2 separate regions of the Sus scrofa genome follow, and region 1 is linked to region 2. Evidence: chromatin contacts called from public Hi-C data. All regions are on one chromosome and are shown on one strand. Each heading gives the region's core, a stretch centred on a gene start, on an enhancer-like site or on the middle of the called end of the contact. The rest is flanking DNA. Distances are from core to core; before and after follow the strand shown.

Region 1 (3,469 bases), core at 686-3,185, 83 kb after region 2:
TATCCAGTTTGCAGCAGTAACTCCCACTTGCCTCTAATCCACACCGCAGCGTTGCAGATACCTCCTGCTTTGACTGAGCCAAGAGCTGCCAATCATGAATTTGGCTGATATCTGAAGGTCTACAGATGTAGCGATGTTTTCTGGAGCTGTTCTTTATAAATGAGCTCTGGAGGGCTCTGATTGGCCAGGCTACCTCCACAGACTTAAAAGGAGTGTGCCCCTCAGTTGCCTGAGCCAGGGTAGTGGGCAGGTGGTGATGCCCAGCTCTATGTAAGGATGCCATGGAAACACAGTCTTCAGTTTATTCAGAAAATGCCCTGCACTCCTTGGATAAAGGTGAAAACTCCAGCAGAAGTTCCTGCGTGGTGCAGCGGGTTAAGGATCTGGTATTGCTGCATCTGTGCAACTGTGGCTCGGGTTTGATTCCTGGCCCAGGAACTTTCACATGCCCCAGGTGTGGCTAAAAATTTTTTTTTTTAAGTGAAAAAAAAACAACTAAACTTAGGAAGGTCCATAAGACCTGTGTGGTAAGGCCTCGTTCATTTTGCATGTGAAGAAAGGAGCCCCAGGGAGCGGAAGTGCGATGATATAGTTAGTAGCAGAATGAATACTCATGGATACAACTTTTTTGTTATCAGTTATCATTGGTTAGTATTTGTTTTGTAAGGTGGACTTGGCTAGAGAACTAAACTACCCCAAACTCATTTGTGCTGTCTTCTCCGTGCTCTCAGGCCTTACTTCACTGAACACTGGCCTGGAAGTCAATTTCCTCCCCAGGATCCTGGCGGAGCTCACCCAGCTCAGTCCACAGGCGGCTCTGCTCAGTCGGTGAAACGTTGGCTAATTTACTAGAACAAAGTAGAATGACCCCAATATATCTATCTGGGCTACAACTAACTACAATCTATAGCAATCCTAGCGGTGCTTCAGTTAGAAACTCTTTTCCTCTGAGGAAGAAATTTCTTCTGGAATGAATCACTTTTTTTAGCTCTGTTTTTCCTTTTTAGCATCTTCTCAGTGTGTGTGTTTTAGGAATTAGAGGGTCTCCCTCAAACGGCTTTTCTCATTTTTCCTCAGGAGTAAAAGGTGGGAAGGAGATGAGGGTGGAACACAGAAGCAGTTTTTTTTTTTTTAGAGGGGGGCTGCTTTTTGGTTCTGGACTTTTTTTTTTTTTTTTTTGGTCTTGCTTTAAATACGTCATTGGTATTCAAATGACAGCCAGGAATCATTGAAATGCATTTACTCTGTCAGTCAATCAACTGGTATTGCGTCTGCCTCTTGGCTGCCAAGACTTGTGCTAAAGGGCGTCCTCTGTGCTCCCTGAACATTTTAGAAATGCCTCCGTGGACGTTCCTGTCACATGGCATCGAGGGGAATTGTCCCCAGCGTGTGCCTTCTTAGAGAGCAGGGACCACTACATATTAATTTCTGTAGCTCATAATTCTCTCCATGAGGAGTTTCCGCCTTCGAAGCAGCCTTTTTCTCCTTCACTTTCTCACCACCCAGTGCAATTTGGAGAACTCTGGTGGGGGGGGGGGATGCACCAAGCAAGCCTCAGATGTCTGGGAGAGACGTTTGACTTCTGCTTTAATCAGGTGTTCCGTAATGCCACTCACTCCCTGGGTACGGCTAAAATAAAAATACCGCCTCTAAGGACAGCACAGAGAGAGGAAATAAACTACAAATTAAAAAGTGATTAGTGAGTGTTTAGGCAGAAGGTCAAAGGGATTATTTTGGACTTCAAACTTTTCAGCTTTCAGGGCTTGGATTCAGTTACGAAATTACATCCCTGAATTATTTGTGCAGGTGGCAGCTGTCAGATTTGAAGAAGGTTTCTGTGCTTTACAAAAGGAACATTGACAGGGCTGGGAGTGGGGAGCCTGCTCCTGGGGAGAGGGCTGTCTTCTGCACCACGCACTGGAGTGGCTCCAGTCTTGTGCAGGTCGCGTCACCGTCCTTGTCTGAGCTGACACAGCCCTGTCCTGCTTCATCTCGCCACCTTCTTTGAGGAAACCAGTCCAGCCGGTTGATTGGCATCATGTAAACAGGCCAGAGAGTCGATTTTCAGGATTAGGAGTGCAGGGAACTAACCTTTGTTCAATACCTACCCCATGGTATTTCATCCTCTTCAAAGTGGCTGTTGGTGTCCTCTTTTTCACAACTGGGACTCAAAAAGTTCAGCAATTTGCTGAAGATCGCTCAGATTGTAAGTGGCAAAACTGGTTTGCACACCCAGGTCTGAGCTGCTTTCTTGAAATCAGCGCTCTTCTTGTTGGGAATTTTCTTCAGGGCAGCGATTCCCCAGAGGATCACAGCAAATAGATTAGTTGGGGTGGGGGTGCTGCTGAAAGGGATCCTTAGCCCTTGGGCCTGCAGGGCAGGGTGGCAGTGGCAGCTGAGTCACTGGGCAGCATCCCCTCAGTTTACCCCTTCAGAGTATTTTCTGATAGTTTCATGACGCGAAAAATCTGGGCAGCTGGTGAAGATTAAGTGTCCTAAAGATAGATCAACCCGTCCAACCACCACCCTTCTGAGACTTGAAGCTGGTTAAGTTCTCCATAAGATATTCCTGATGCAATTGTCTGCTCCTTATGAGGGCATGTGGTCCTGTGTGGCTTTGGGGGATTGTGTTAGAGAGATAGGATTTGGGATATGAGAAAGAAGAAATTAAATTCAGAAGTAACAGGGTGGGGGCAGATCTAGGGTCAAAGAGTGTACTGGGGGAAGAGCCCTATCTTCTGAATTTTAGTCCATTTTCTATACATTTGTTCAATACATGTTTGTTGAACACCCACTAAGTGTCATGAATTGCTCTTTGTGCTGGTGAATAAAATATATGGATCCTTTTCTGAAGAGACTCTCAGCTAGCAAGGACACTTACCAACAAGGAGTAATTAGAATACTAGGGGGTGTGTGTGTGGGGGGGATGTCAGCCTTCCCGTCTAGTAAATGGAGTAAATGACACCTAAGATCTCTCCAAAATTTTACCAGCATATTCCTGAAATATGCCTGACTCCATTTAGAGTAAGATTTGTAACACTCACAAATATCCAATGGATTTTATTTTTTGTTTATTTTTTTGGCTGCTCCCAGAGCATACAGAAATTCCCAGGCCAGGGATGGAACCTGTGCCACAGCAGTGACCTGAGCCGCAACAGTGACAATGCCGGATCCTTAACCCACTGAACAAGGCCAGGGATCGAACATGCATCCTCATGGATACAAATTGGATTCATTTCTGCTGCGCCACAGCAGGAACTCCAATTTGGGGATTTGAAAACATAGATGGGGGCACAGTCTTGGGTTAACATTGAGACATAGTCAAAGACACCATCACATACCGATACACATATGTATACGTATGTCTGATGTGGTCATTACTTATCACAGAAGACATTGCTGAACCAAGAGTTAATTCTTTCTTCTTTTTTTTTTTTTGGTCTTTTTAGGGCTGTGCCTGCAGCATATG
Region 2 (3,487 bases), core at 578-3,077:
ATTCTCCTAACTGTCCACTCTATAAAGTCTTTCAAAACTAAAAGCCTTCACAGCTCTCACAGTACGTCAAAGAATTTTACAAATCTTTTAGGTCTTTAGATAAATACCACCCTGCCGGTGAGGCCTTGCCTGATAAACTTATTGAAAATTGCTAACCTCACAAAATTCCCTATCCTCTCTTCTCTCATTCATTTTTCTCAAGGGCACCAAATATATACATACACACATATATACATACATATACACGCATATATACATACACAAAGGAATTGTTGTCTTCCCCTACAAGAATTTATTAAAGCACCACAAAAGGAGAGATTTTAATCTGATTTTGTTTCTAGGGTATCCCCATTACCTAGAACAGTGCCTGAAACACTGTAGGCACTCAATCAGTGCGTTCTGAACAAACGAAAGGATATCAGACATGTGGAAGTAAATAAGAGCTGGTCCGTGCCACAGAAATAAACATTTAACAGCCTTAATTTAAAGTTAAAACATCAGTTTTTGAGGAAATAGAAGTTTCCATAAAATCTACAAACTACCTAACCAACATTTCTAGAGCAAAGGGGGGGGGGGAGGCAAACTACACTTACAGTAATGGATTTGCAACAATCAAAAGAGAAGTATTTTTAAATAGCCGGTTCTAGTTCGGGGGAGGGGGACAAATTAATTAAATCCATGTGACTCTTATTAACAAAAACAGGAACGTTCAATACTTAACTAGGAAGAAGTAAAAATAATTCAAAAGCAACCTGTTTTTCTACACCCCAAAATGGGACCGCATCACCAAGAACACAGACCTCAGCAGAGCACAAACGCCTTAGCAGTTCTGGCCTCAGCCCGGCATCCCCCAAGATCCAGCACCAAGGACCGCATTTTCTCTCCCGCATCCCAGAAGCCTTCCTAGGACCATTTTACACAAACCAACCAACCTTCAGACCTCCCAGCTGTAACTAACCCCGATCCAATGCAGCTGCATTCCAGCCAGGAGAAAGACCCACCCAACCGCTCGCTCGGGGAGCACCCCCTAAACTCTCAGCCCCACCAACCCAGCAAGGGAGCACGAAAGAACTCGGACGGCAGGGACCTCCCAGCTGGCCAAACTGGAGGACATTTTAGACCTACATCCCAGTGTGACCTTGAGCATGTTCCTAAACCCCTAGGGGGTCCTTGTTTTCTCGCGTTTAAGGTGAGGATAACACCTGCATCTGCCCTAAGGCTCAAAGGAGATCACCTGTGAAGGACCTAACGGGGCACCTGGCAAAAATGGAAACTCCACTACCAGGAACGCGTGTCATTCCCCACCCCTACCCGTACAGTCTCCCAGCAGGAAGGCACCTTGCCCAACAGTCCAGTCTCCCGGTGTCACAGAGCAGGGCACTGAAGTCGGGCGGGAGAAGCGTCTCGCTCCCGACTGCGAGAAAGGCGGTGGGCGGCGGCCCTGGACCCCGGGACGCTTGCGCCCCTCCCGCGTCCCCTCACCCGGCCGCTGCCGCGGGGCGAGGAAGTGACGGCTGCCCTCCCGGAGCCCCCGGGCTCCGCGCGGCCCTGGTGGGGCCGCTCCACCTGCCGCCAGGCCCCGCCGCCCGCTGCCCACCCACTGCCTGCTGGCGGCCCCGGGCTCCCGGGCTTGGCCTCCCGCGAGGCTGGCAGCCCGGAGCAACGGCCTCGGCGCGTACTCAACTCTTCACTTTGCCGAAGGTGCCGACACCCAGCGTGTCCCCCAGCACGTAGTGTCCAATCTTCACCCGCCCGTCGTGCTTCTGCTTCTCAGCCATGTTCGGCGCGCGCAGCCTCGCTCCGCCGCCGCCGCGGCGGACTCCTCAGTGCGGCCGCAGCCGCCGCCGCCGCCTACCCACAGTGCAGCGGGCCCGCGGGGGGCGGGGGCCCGGAGGCGCCGAGGGCCGGGCGGGGGGCGGGAGGGCGAGCAGGTGGGCGGGGCGGGGGCTCGAGCGGGTGGGCAGAGCGCACACCCCCGGCCAGAGCCGGCGCGGGGACGTAGGTGTGCGGAGCTGGCGGGCGCGCAGGGTGGGCCCTGGGCTGGGCGCAGGAGGCCGGGTGGAGGGAGGGTCGGAGGACTACAGGTGTGCGCGGGAGGCGGTGGCGGTCGGATGGTGCCCCGCTATCTGGGGGCGGGGCGGTGAGGAGAACCCGAAGGAGTGGAAATGAGGGTGGGATTTGGGCCGAATCTTAGCAAATGCGGAGAGATGCAAGCTGAAGGTGGAGAAGAGAAACAGGCCTGAAGTGTGAGGAAAGAGGGGTGTGAAAACCAGCTTAGGGGTCTAAGGGATCCGGGCGGGAGGCGATGGTGAACGACCTTGCTCGAAGGTCAGTCTAAGGAGAGCTACAAGGAAGTTTCTCCAGTCTCAGGTTCAGTGTTATGATACAGGTCATGACACACACACAGAACCCAATTGTGTGCTGGCTTCAGTGACCCACCTCGGTGTACTTCCTCATTCTCAATCATTTTGAGCTACAGATGGAGACCCTCCATTCTAGAGTTCTCAGTTCTCACTAATTTGGACAAAGTTCTCGGAACAATCAGACCCAAGAGTTACCTGATTGTATTTTAGCACATACCTATATAAATAGTGTATAAATAATTTGTGATGGAGCCGTACAAAAGGGAAACAGTGACGGAAATGAAGAGAGCATGGAAAGTAAGATACATAAGGGACGAAGTACTACGGTGAGCTAGGGCAATATAAAGGCACAAATTAAAGGTAAAGATTGAAGTGGGGGGAGGTGGTAAGCATTAAAAACTGCCAAGATACAGTAATATAGTAATGAAGTGGTTCTCACTTCCTCCTCTCTCCCTTCTTTGCTTCCTACTGTGTCCCAGTCTTCAAAATTTCCTCTTTCCGTGACTAAAAATTATTTGCTGATTGGGAATAAGTGTTTAAGGATTAACTGAACATTTTTAACTTTGTGCATGACAGTAGAGTTTCAAGGTCACATTCCCCAAACAGGAAATTTCATCTCACTATTTTTATGTAAAGAGAGAAATATATTTATCAGAAAGAATAAGATGTAACAGAAGTTTGTTTTCCGAGAAGTGACAAATATACCAATGGCGAGCATACATCCATTTTTGTTTAGCCATCAAGTCAATCTGATGAGAGATGATCACATCTTATAAATTATAGACATCACAGCTGTTGAACAGAGGCTATTTTTGTTCATTCTTAGGATCATCTTTCTTGCTGACCAGAAGTATTATTTAAAAAACAGTCTACCTAGCTGACGATTTGGAGAAAATAGCCAGTTATTTTTGATGCTGAACCTTCATTTGATTGATGGTCACTCCAGTATTCATTCAAGTAGAAAAAATACCTATTCTTCTTTTGCAATATAAAGTGTCTGTGTCTTGTTCTAACATCTCATTAAAAGATGTTAAAGAGTATTAGATTGCTTTCTTGAAGCTGTATGAAGACAGCCTATAAATATTTAAAAGCATTGTGCACTGTCTTAACTAGTGGTTGATAAT

The links. Hi-C and Micro-C count contacts between places; a contact is called where the count stands out from the background.
Region 1: a Hi-C map of skeletal muscle shows a contact between it and region 2, with 1.7 times the contacts expected there. The contact joins the enhancer-like site here to the promoter of PRKAA2 in region 2. A contact is called at or near these places in 5 of 47 Hi-C or Micro-C datasets (fetal heart ventricle, heart right ventricle, psoas muscle and 1 more) and 1 of 2 datasets of contacts at active chromatin or transcription factors (skeletal muscle).

What each region holds. Positions count from the first base shown.
Region 1 is chr6:155,835,251-155,838,719 of Sscrofa11.1, forward strand. All of the region lies in intron 1 of PLPP3 (phospholipid phosphatase 3), which reads left to right. Among named protein-coding and RNA genes, the nearest start is that of PLPP3, 36 kb to the left of the region's middle. Within about 2 kb of position 1,936, at least 15 of the 83 cell types and tissues checked have an H3K27ac peak or open chromatin away from gene starts, as enhancers often do. A contact at or near this core is called in skeletal muscle, where this site is marked.
Region 2 is chr6:155,752,417-155,755,903 of Sscrofa11.1, forward strand. PRKAA2 (protein kinase AMP-activated catalytic subunit alpha 2) reads right to left here and starts at 1,828. Exons shown (of 9, transcript NM_214266.1): 1 at 1,685-1,828. The coding sequence starts at 1,778.